Regions from separate parts of the Mus musculus genome. Here region 1 is linked to region 2. The links are chromatin contacts, called in public Hi-C maps. All regions are on one chromosome and are shown on one strand. The core of a region is the stretch at or near the end of the contact, and the rest is flanking DNA. Distances in the headings are between cores, read along the strand shown.

Region 1 (4,707 bases), core at 732-3,231, 120 kb after region 2:
ATAGTATAGAGGGTAGGCAGCTGCCTAGCTCTTGTGCTGTTTAAGGCTTATTGTAAATAATAAAAGTTGTTTGTCTTTTATCCAGTAACTGAATGATCAAAGGTGGGGTAGAAACCCCAGATTGAGATTAAATAATTTCTGTAACACATCGGTGCCTTAAAGGGTGGCAAAAACTCACTTTAAAAAAAAAATTAATTTCAGATTCCCAAGTGAAAAACACACATTGTCCCTTTAAGACTATGAAGGTGGGGAGAATTGGCTTCTTAACAAAGTTGGTTTTCCCCCAAGTCACACGGGGTTCGGGACTAGGGCAAAAATATGTGCTGATTTGGTGCACATGATTGTAAGGTTCATAGTGTAAATTAAGACACAGCGGCACCCCCAAAACCGAACCAAACAGCACACCAATCAGCAGTCTTGGTGTTCCTGGCCTGGGGGTAGACCACGAGGGGAGGGAGAAGATGAGGAGGAAGAGACTGATCAGGGAACTGAATTCTCAAAGGTGGTAGAAACCCTGGATTGGGATTAAATTCTTTCTACAACAGTCCTATCCAGTGTATCAGCCTTCCAAGAAGCAGAGAAGAAAGCTGCAGAGACCCGTGTGGTGACAGTCATAGGTTGGGGCATCACCAGCAGCTGAGAGAACGGTAGGGAGCTGGTTTCCCAAGAGAGCTTGGTCTTGTTGATATCTTGATGTAGCCTCCCCTTGCTGTGACCTTTAACCTTTGTGAGCCTTTGCTACAGCAGCCCCAGGGAAGCAATGAACTCAGCAAATGCTTCTCAGAGAAATGCTTTTAAAAATAAGGGAATATAATGATTGCCTGAGGTAAATTATTTAGAACTAAATCAATATTAACTCCTAGAAATAGTATCTATAAACTATCAACCAAAATCAATTTCTCTCCCACTCTTCAACCTCCTAACTAGACTAGAGCCAAGCAGATAGTCAACTCATATTGTGGTAACTGTGAGTGAGCTACAGGCTGCCTGGCTAGTCTCTCACCAGAGCCAAAGGGAAAAAAATACAAAGACAAAAACCTCAGGGGTTCCTTGCCAGAAATCACAGGTGCTTCTGGAAATCTGATGGCAGGGTGGTGGTGGCACACACCTGTAATCCCAGCACTCAGGAGGCAGAGGCAGGCAGATCTCATGAGTTCCAGACCAGCCTGATCTACGGAGTGAGTTCCAGGACAGCCAGGGTCACACAGAGAAACCCTAACTTGAAAAACCAAAAAGATAAAAGAAAAGGAGTGGGGAGGGAGAAGGAGAAAGAGAAGAGGGAGGGGGGAGGGGGAGAGGGGAAAAAGAGGAGAAAATCTGATGGCAAATATGGATTCAGTCCCCAGGGAGAAAGTGCAAGTGGAGTCCTGTGTGTGTATGTGTGTGTAAACACAAGATTGTAGACACTATCCTTCTAGCTCCCAAACTGGAATGCTAAGGGTCTTTCATCTCTGGACACACCAGAAAAGAAACAGAATTGTTTCTCTGTTGGAAATGAGTCTGCTCCAAGGGGCTGGAGAGACAGCCCAGGGGTGAAGAGCACTTCCTGTTCTTCCAGAGGACCAGAGTTCAGCTCCCAGCACCCATGCTGGCTCATAACTGCTCATAACTCCAGCTCCAGGGACTCCAACTTCCTCTTCTGACCCTACAGCCACACACACACTTGTGGCAGACACACACATACTCACAATTAAAATTAAAAATAATAAGTCCAAAAGAATAGAATTAAAAAATTCTAAAGAAAAACAAAAGAAAAGAAAGGAGGCCACTCCGAGTCACCTGGAGCAGGTCCTGGTGTCCACTCCAAGCGAGACACTTAGAGGCCTGAATTCCACACTTAGCCTGACTATTTTTCTCATTCCCTGCTTCTCCCCCCTTGCAGACTCAGAAAGTGTGGTGGCTTTGGGAGCCAGGGGGCAGGTTAATGAGCTGATGGCAGTGGAGAACTTTACCCTAGGAACGGGTGCCTATGTAAACAAGGGATGTTATTAGACACTATCAGACGTCAGCCAGGCCCACAGCAGGCCAGCCACAGAGGTGAGAGTCTCCTGACTTAGCACTTTAGCCAAACTGGGTTCTTTCTCTAAGGGGAGAGTTTGGGAGGTCTCCTGCTGGCTAGTGTGGGAAACTTGAGAGTGGCTTCTAGCGTCCTCCTCCCCTACACCCCACCCCCAGCTACACAAACAGCTCATTCGGCTGCATTTGATGGTGCACCTTTGCTAACAGTCCTGAGTTTCACTGTGCACACATATTGAACTAGGCACCTTAGGGAGCCTTCCCTTATGATGTGTAACTTCAGTACGAATTACCAGGAAAATAAATCCCCATCCATGTTTGGTGCTCCAAACATTTGCTTTTCTTACCTCTGAGGAATGATTATATAGGCTTCCCCTTTCACCTGTCCTACGCTACTTTGAAAAAAAGAAGAAAACACAAAAGCACCAATTGCAGGGACATTGATATCAGGATTTAAAAAAAAAAATGTTTTTAGCACTGGTACATTGCACCTAAACCAAAATGTTTTAAAGAACACCTTTAACCACCCTCAGAGAAGAGGTGAAAAGCAATTACTTGACTTCTACGGGAATTTGGTTTTGTTCTTAAAAATCTCAAGGTAGGACTGGGTATGGTGGCATCGACCTTTAATCCCTTGGGAGGCAGAGACAGGTGAAGTCAACCTGGTCCACATAGTGAGTCCAGGTCAGGCAGGGCTACATAGTGAAACCAATTCTTAAACAAACAAACAAACAAACAAATAAATGGATACATGAATAAATGAATTAATGTGTGTGTGTGTGTGTGTGTGTGTGTGTGTGTGTGTGTATCAGGACTTCTTTTTTCATTGTCAGAATTAACAGAGACATAATGAACGTCAAGGAACATAAACTGTCAGCAGTAATTGGTAATTGCTGTCAATAGGAAGCAGATACAGAATCTTAACTCAAACACTTAAAGAACTCTGTTACAAAGAAAAAATAATTTGCCAACAATTATGCACTCCTATAAAGAGTATGTTCCCTGGTGCTCTGTATTTGGTCAACCTATGTTTTTGTTTTGTTTTGTTTTGTTTTGTTTTTGGGTTTTTGTTTGTTTGTTTGTTTTTCGAGACAGGGTTTCTCTGTGTAGCCCTGGCTATCCTGGAACTCACTTTGTAGACCAGGCTGGCCTTGAACTCAGAAATCTGCCTGCCTCTGCCTCCCAAGTGCTGGGATTAAAGGTGTGTGCCACCACACCCGGCGCTATGTTTTACCAAATTTAATTGACCATACCTTTCAGTTAGCTTAACGACCTTTCAAAGAGATTGCTGAATCTTAACATATGGAATCCTCCCTCTCCTTCCTCCCTTTCTCTCCCCTCCTCCCCTCCTTCCCTCTTTCCCTCCCTGCCTTCCTCTTTCTTTCCTTCCTTCCCTCCCTCCCTTCCTTCCCTCCTTTTCCCTCCCTCTTTCCTTCCCTTCCTTCCTCTTTCTCTCCCTCCCTTCTTTTCATAGAACATGCACTGAGCACCGACAGTGGACCAGGGCTGTCTAAGATGAGTGACTCATATGTGATTAGTGTAGATCATTACTTGGCCATGGGGACTACAGGGCTCACTCTCTATTGGGGCAGAGATGCATCTGGGAAGATGAAGTTGTGTTGGCATTTAGTGGAGCACTGAGGAACATGAGGGAAATAACAGACAAGAATGACAGCCCTTTGCCTTCCTCCTAGAGGTAAGAATAAGATCTGTGATCACTGCTGTGACACATGAACATGCTCAGTGTCTCTCCCCAAGCTAGGAGATGAATCTTTTTTTCAGCCTTTGCTGGGGGTTGGGTGCTGGGGAGGAGATATGGAATTCGATCAACTCCATGTGGTACCACCCTGGCCATTTGGAACTGAGGTAAATATTATCCATGATCCTTTCATTGTCCCTGAATTTTGAGGACTTCAGGCAGGGTTCTCTTTCCCTCTACTCATGACTGTATTCCTTTTGGGTTTCTGTCTGTCTGTCTGTCTGTCTGTCTGTCTGTCTGTCTGTTTTCAGTCCACCAGGTAGTGCCTGTCACCATATCTAGAGCCAGTAAAGAGAATGTAAAAGCTGTGTGCCAGGAACCATCTTTTAAACACAAGAACTATTCTCTCGCTTTGCAAAACCAAGCCAACTGTCACAAGTTCAGCCACGTTCAGGCCTCACTTTCCTACGTGGAGGTGTAGAGGACCCTTGGTTTTCTGTGGACTGTCATGCCCTCCTCTCCATGACATTATTAACCTGCAACCTCTGTGGGGAAGAGTCCTAAAGAACCACTAAGCTAAGACCGTGAGGCAAGAAAGGGGAGCACAGGTTAAAGTTTTGACCCGACTCGGGCTTGGATCTCACACCAGCTTGGAGAGCCTGTTCTGTGTCCTTACTGGAAGAGAAAAACAGAAGCACTCTTTTAATGCAAGTTCCCCTTCACTCTTCTCTGGAGTGGCTCACTGTTGAGCACGATGCTAGAAAGTTCCTTGAAACTTTTCTCCAGGTTCTTCCTGGGCCCCTCAAAGGCACAGTTATGACCCGCTGGCTGCAGAAAGCCCTGGCTATCCCACAGGATCACAAGGGATGGAAGAAAGGAAGGAATGTGGCCTTCTCTGCTAAGCTGTGAGCCCAGGTTCTTCCCTATCCCCTCTTACTCTGCAGTCAGAACGTCAGAAAACCAATGGAATCGCCATGTCAGGTTCAAGGTGA
Region 2 (4,748 bases), core at 1,852-4,351:
CCAGTGAACTGACTTAGGTGATAAGATTTAGGTCTTATTGAACAAGCCTGACAAACTGGAACCACCCATAAAGGTAGAAAAGAAAACCTCACTCACAGAGAGAAGTTGTCCTCTGACCTCCATGTACATACCATGGCATGAGAGTGCCCACCCCTCACACCCATTCCCCCCCCCCACACACACACATTTTTGTTTTAAAAAGAAAAGATGGGCCAGGCATGGTGGTGCACGCCTTTAATCCCAGCACTCAGGAGGCAGAGGCAGGTAGATTTCTGAATTCGAGGCCAGCCTGGTCTACAAAGTGAATTCTGGGACAGCCAGGGCTATATAGAGAAACCCTGTCTCACCTCCCTCCCCCCCCAAAAAAAGAAAAGATGGGAACTAGGCATGGTGACACACACCTGTAATCCTAGCACTGGGGAAACTGGGGCAGGCAGATCACAGTTTGAGGCTAACCTGGACTACAGGGTTACAGAAGGAAGGACAGTTTTGAAAGGTCCTGTCTTGGTTGGCGGCTCACTGCTGTTGTCAGGTACAGAAGAACACTGAATCTGGAGTCAAAAGACCAAAGTTCTAGTTCTAACTCTGCCTTTTACCAGACCATCAGTCCAGCCTGCCCAATTTCCAACACCGTCTACTCCATGAAGTTTGAGTAGCAAAGTGAGCTCAGAAATCAGGAAGATATGAGCAGAAAGTTATTTAAAAATAGCGTACATACATACATCTTGGGTTTTACTGAGTAGCTACAAAAAAAAAATTTTTTTAATGAAAGTAATGACTTAAAGACCAAGAATCTTAGCAGTGAGGCAAAACAATGCCAATAATGAAAGTCCTGCTTGAACCTGCTGGGGTTGATAATATGGATCTGTACAGATCTTGAAATTACGAGTGCATAGGCAGTCAGTCATCTTGCCCAGTGGCTGAAGAGACAGTTATGACACAGCTCTTACCAAATTAGGCCTCTTCCACTTCACCCACGTTTGTTCTTGGCTCCCGCCACTCAGTAACACCCATCTCTCCCCTGGCTCTGGCCTCCACCCTGGCTGGTACCCAAGCCTCCCACGGAGCAGGAGGCAACCCCTGCGGATCAGGGGATGTTTTCCTTCCCGTCTGCCCCTTGGTCCCCTTATGGTAGACGCCTCGGGTGTGAAACGGCACACCCACAATGTTGGCCTTCTGGTTCTGGAGGCCTCAAGAGAAAGCAGCAGTCCCTCTACTTCCTGGGGACCGAGGAAGTCACACTTGCTGGATGGCTGAGCGCTAAATGAATGTGTGACATCAAATCAAGGCTGGGTTGAGACCTCAGAGTTTAAAAATAGATGCCTGGACCTCCAAAGTGCTTGTCTCTGTCCAGTCCCACCTTCAACTCCCCTCTTACTGGTCTATACCTTCTCTTTGGGGAAGGTAGGGGTAGGCCAGTGGAGTAAAGTCACTGCGGAGTAAAGTCCCTCTGGGTGAGCTATTCTATTGCACTGCCCCTGCTAGCATTCCTGTTGTCTTCCTTCCCCTTCTTCTCAGGGTGCGAGCTGATTAGGAGCTCTTTGAGTTTGAAGAGGTTTGTGTCACAATAGTTCTGCTGCTGGCAAGTGGGCAAGCACAGGGAGGGAGTGGCCCGGTGCCTGGGAGGACCAGAGGCCTTTTGACATGGAGTCGGCTGCTTCTGGCATCTGTACCCACTAATTAGTGTTGCTGAGATATTATGACTTCTAAGTCGGGTTGTGGTGATGTGTACCTTTAATCCTAATACTCCGGGGCAGAGGCAGACAGAGCTCTGAGTTCGAGGCTAGGCTGGTCTACAGACTTCAGGACAGCCAGGGCTACACAGAGAAACCCTGTCTCAACCAAACCAAACCAAACCAAGCCAAGCCAAGCCAAGCCAAGCCAAGCCAAGCCAAGCCAAGCCAAGCCAAGCCAAGCCAAACCAAGCAAACAACAACACAAAAGGAAAAAAAAGAAAGCAAGAAATATTGTGATTTGTGTTACAAGCATTAATGCCACAAATGAGGACCTGGTGCTTTGGGTTACTATTACATGCAAAGATGGCCGCTTCTCATTTGAGATCTACAAGCCCTCCCAGTGAAAATCCTGGCTTTCCAGTCTGCTAGTCATCTCTGTGAACTGAGCTGGAAGTGCTGGAGATCTGGCTGTCTCCTGTTTAAACTAGGATTCCTTGATGAAGGTTTTAGGATGCCGTACGTGGGAGCAAAAAGCATGAACTTGGGCCCTGGGGTCTTCCAGCTTTGGTTGAGTCTTAGCTCTGCCCTGCACTGCTGTGTGATCTTGGACTCCTATTTGACTTCCCTGGCCTCCTTTCCTCATAAAAATAATAATAGTTGGTGTTGGAATAATATCACCTTATCAGGTTAATGTGAAGGCTGGTGGTTCACATTAACAAATAAGGAAAACAGGCCGTTAGCCCAGTACTGGGTCCCTAGCAAGGGATCCAGAGTGAAAGCTGTTGTTACATTATCTGATAACCCTTCATGAATGATATCTTCCACACATAGCTCCTGAGACATGGCAGACATACTGGTGTCCTCAGCAAATTAACTAGGTTTACAGCTCTCTCTGCTGGCCCTGGGTCCAGGGACACGTGACAGAGATCAAAGTCACAATATTGTCCAGCTCCTGCCTCCCTTCCTGGTTTGTAGAGATGAACAGCCTGTTACTCTGTCCTCAGAGTCAGCTGTGAGTAGTCTCTGCTCTTTGTGCCTTGTTTTCAGGAAGAGAGAAGAGAGGGGGTTCAACAGAGGTAACCCAAAGGCTAACAAATGGCAACTCAAGTTTCAAGTTCTCGCTCCGTCTGTCCAGTGTCCCTTTTGCCCAGTGCCCCCATGAAGATGTTGGATTGATCCCCTATAAACACCCCTTCCTCCCCATCCTTCGCCCCAGGGCCCTGCTATCTCAGAGGGAATCCCCTAGTGTGCCTATGATTATACGGAAACTGTTATCATGGGTTTACCCACCCCAGAGGGGAAAACGCCCGTGTTGATGGACATCTTCTGTTGACTGGCTTTCCTCCACGGGCATCAGTGCAGCAGGGGCTGCCAAAGGACCAAATTACAAGAGCCCAGTTTAAAGGTCTTAATTGGCTTTATTTCTTAGTCTAGCATTGAGCAACACTTCCTACCATAAACCAGAATGTGTTTCCTGAGCCAAGCAGAGGAGGCTGGCTCTCCAGACAGAAAAAGGCTGAAGGCAGGAGCGGCTGAACATGAGGAACAGATTGGTCATTTCAAAGTTCCTTGCCTTGTAAGGCAGGGCAGGGAGACAGAACAATAGGAAACTGCTCCGTCAAGCAGGTTACCTGAGGTTAGCTGTAGGATTAAGGCAGAGGGAATCTGACTATTGTGCCAGTTGAAACTGGTCCCACTTAGGAAATCCAGCTGTTATCTCCTAATCCTGATTTCTCAAAGGAGAAAGAAGTGGCTCAGTTTCATCCTGGTGGCACAGGACTTCAGCATGACAGTTCTGATGCGTTACCTTGGTCTTTGGGGCCTAGCACAGCTTGCACAGGAGCTTAGCCCAGAACACTGCCTCCTGGAACTTGCACGTAGTACTCTGAAGTCTTGCAGTAGCTTAGTAGGAAATCACCTCATTCTTTCACATACATTGAAGCTACCGTGGCATGATTGATGTAAAGGAAAGGTAACGAGGTTAGGAAACATAGCATTCTTTAAACCCATACGTAATAGGGGGCTAAGAGTGGCTCTATCCTAGACTTAATCCCATTTCTCATCCAGCAAGAGTCAGCCATTTTATCTCTTAACCTTACCTCCTCCCCCACCTTTTTGGTGCTGAGGGTCAAAGCCAGGGCCTCATGCATGATAGATTTAAGTGTTCTACCACAGCACCAAACCTACATCTTGTTTGATCATCCCGTGAGGCTCTGTGAGATGGTCCTACCCTTACAAAAAGGAGGACACTTGACACTCAGGAGGGTCCAGTGAGATGCCCAAGGTGCCAGGCCAGCATGGAGTGTGGGAGACCCATCTTGTTCTTCCTGGTGGGCACCTCTTCTTCCTGCAGATCCTGTACTTCCTGGATGATGAATTAAAAAAAAATAAAATAGGCCAGGTGGTGGTGGCACACGCCTTTAATCCCAGCACTCGGGAGGCAGAGGCAAGCGGATTTCTGAGTTCAAGGCCAGCCTGGTCTACAAAGTGAGTTCCAAGACAGCCAGGGCTACACAGAGAAACCCTGTCTCAAAAATAAAATAAAAATAATAAAATTAAATTTAAAAATCACTTTTTCTGCTCCCAGATGGCACAGTGAATTGCAGCAACTAGTAGAATCCACAGAGAGAACACTGCATTCCAGCGATGACTCTGCATTCTGGTGTGGGTCTATCGGCCACTCCCTCCCCAGATGGAAACTGTATGGCATAAGAATGCCTGCCTGTATCTATAGGGAAGAGGTCAGGGGTTGACCTGGCTAGTCTCTCTATGCCTATGAAGAGCTAACTGCACCTGCCATTTCTCTAAAACAGAGCAAAAGATCACGGGTTAGTCATAGCAGGAAGATTGGCATCAACAGGTTTTACAAGCCTGGACATTTGTTTTAGATCCTTGGCACCCATATATAAGGGACAGGAGGGAATCAGATCCACAGAGTTTCTCTCAAACTTCCATATATCCATCATACCATATATACATATATGTGTGTGTGTGTATATATATATATATATATATATATATATATATATATATATATATACATATACACATATATGTGTATATATACATATA

The links. A called contact is a pair of places that touch in the nucleus more often than the background predicts.
Region 1: a contact with region 2 is called in a Hi-C map of liver, with 2.5 times the contacts expected there. The contact joins two enhancer-like sites. A contact is called at or near these places in 2 of 39 promoter capture datasets (hematopoietic stem and progenitor cells and macrophages), 1 of 484 Hi-C or Micro-C datasets (liver), 2 of 115 datasets of contacts at active chromatin or transcription factors (both in embryonic stem cells) and 3 of 9 other capture datasets (adipose tissue, liver and pancreatic islet).

The regions. Positions count from the first base shown.
Region 1 is chr1:59,501,855-59,506,561 of GRCm38.p6, forward strand. No RefSeq gene overlaps it. Among named protein-coding and RNA genes, the nearest start is that of Gm973, 20 kb to the right of the region's middle. Within about 2 kb of position 1,982, at least 15 of the 459 cell types and tissues checked have an H3K27ac peak or open chromatin away from gene starts, as enhancers often do. A contact at or near this core is called in liver, where this site is marked.
Region 2 is chr1:59,380,095-59,384,842 of GRCm38.p6, forward strand. No RefSeq gene overlaps it. Among named protein-coding and RNA genes, the nearest start is that of Gm51625, 14 kb to the left of the region's middle. Within about 2 kb of position 3,102, at least 16 of the 459 cell types and tissues checked have an H3K27ac peak or open chromatin away from gene starts, as enhancers often do. A contact at or near this core is called in liver, where this site is marked.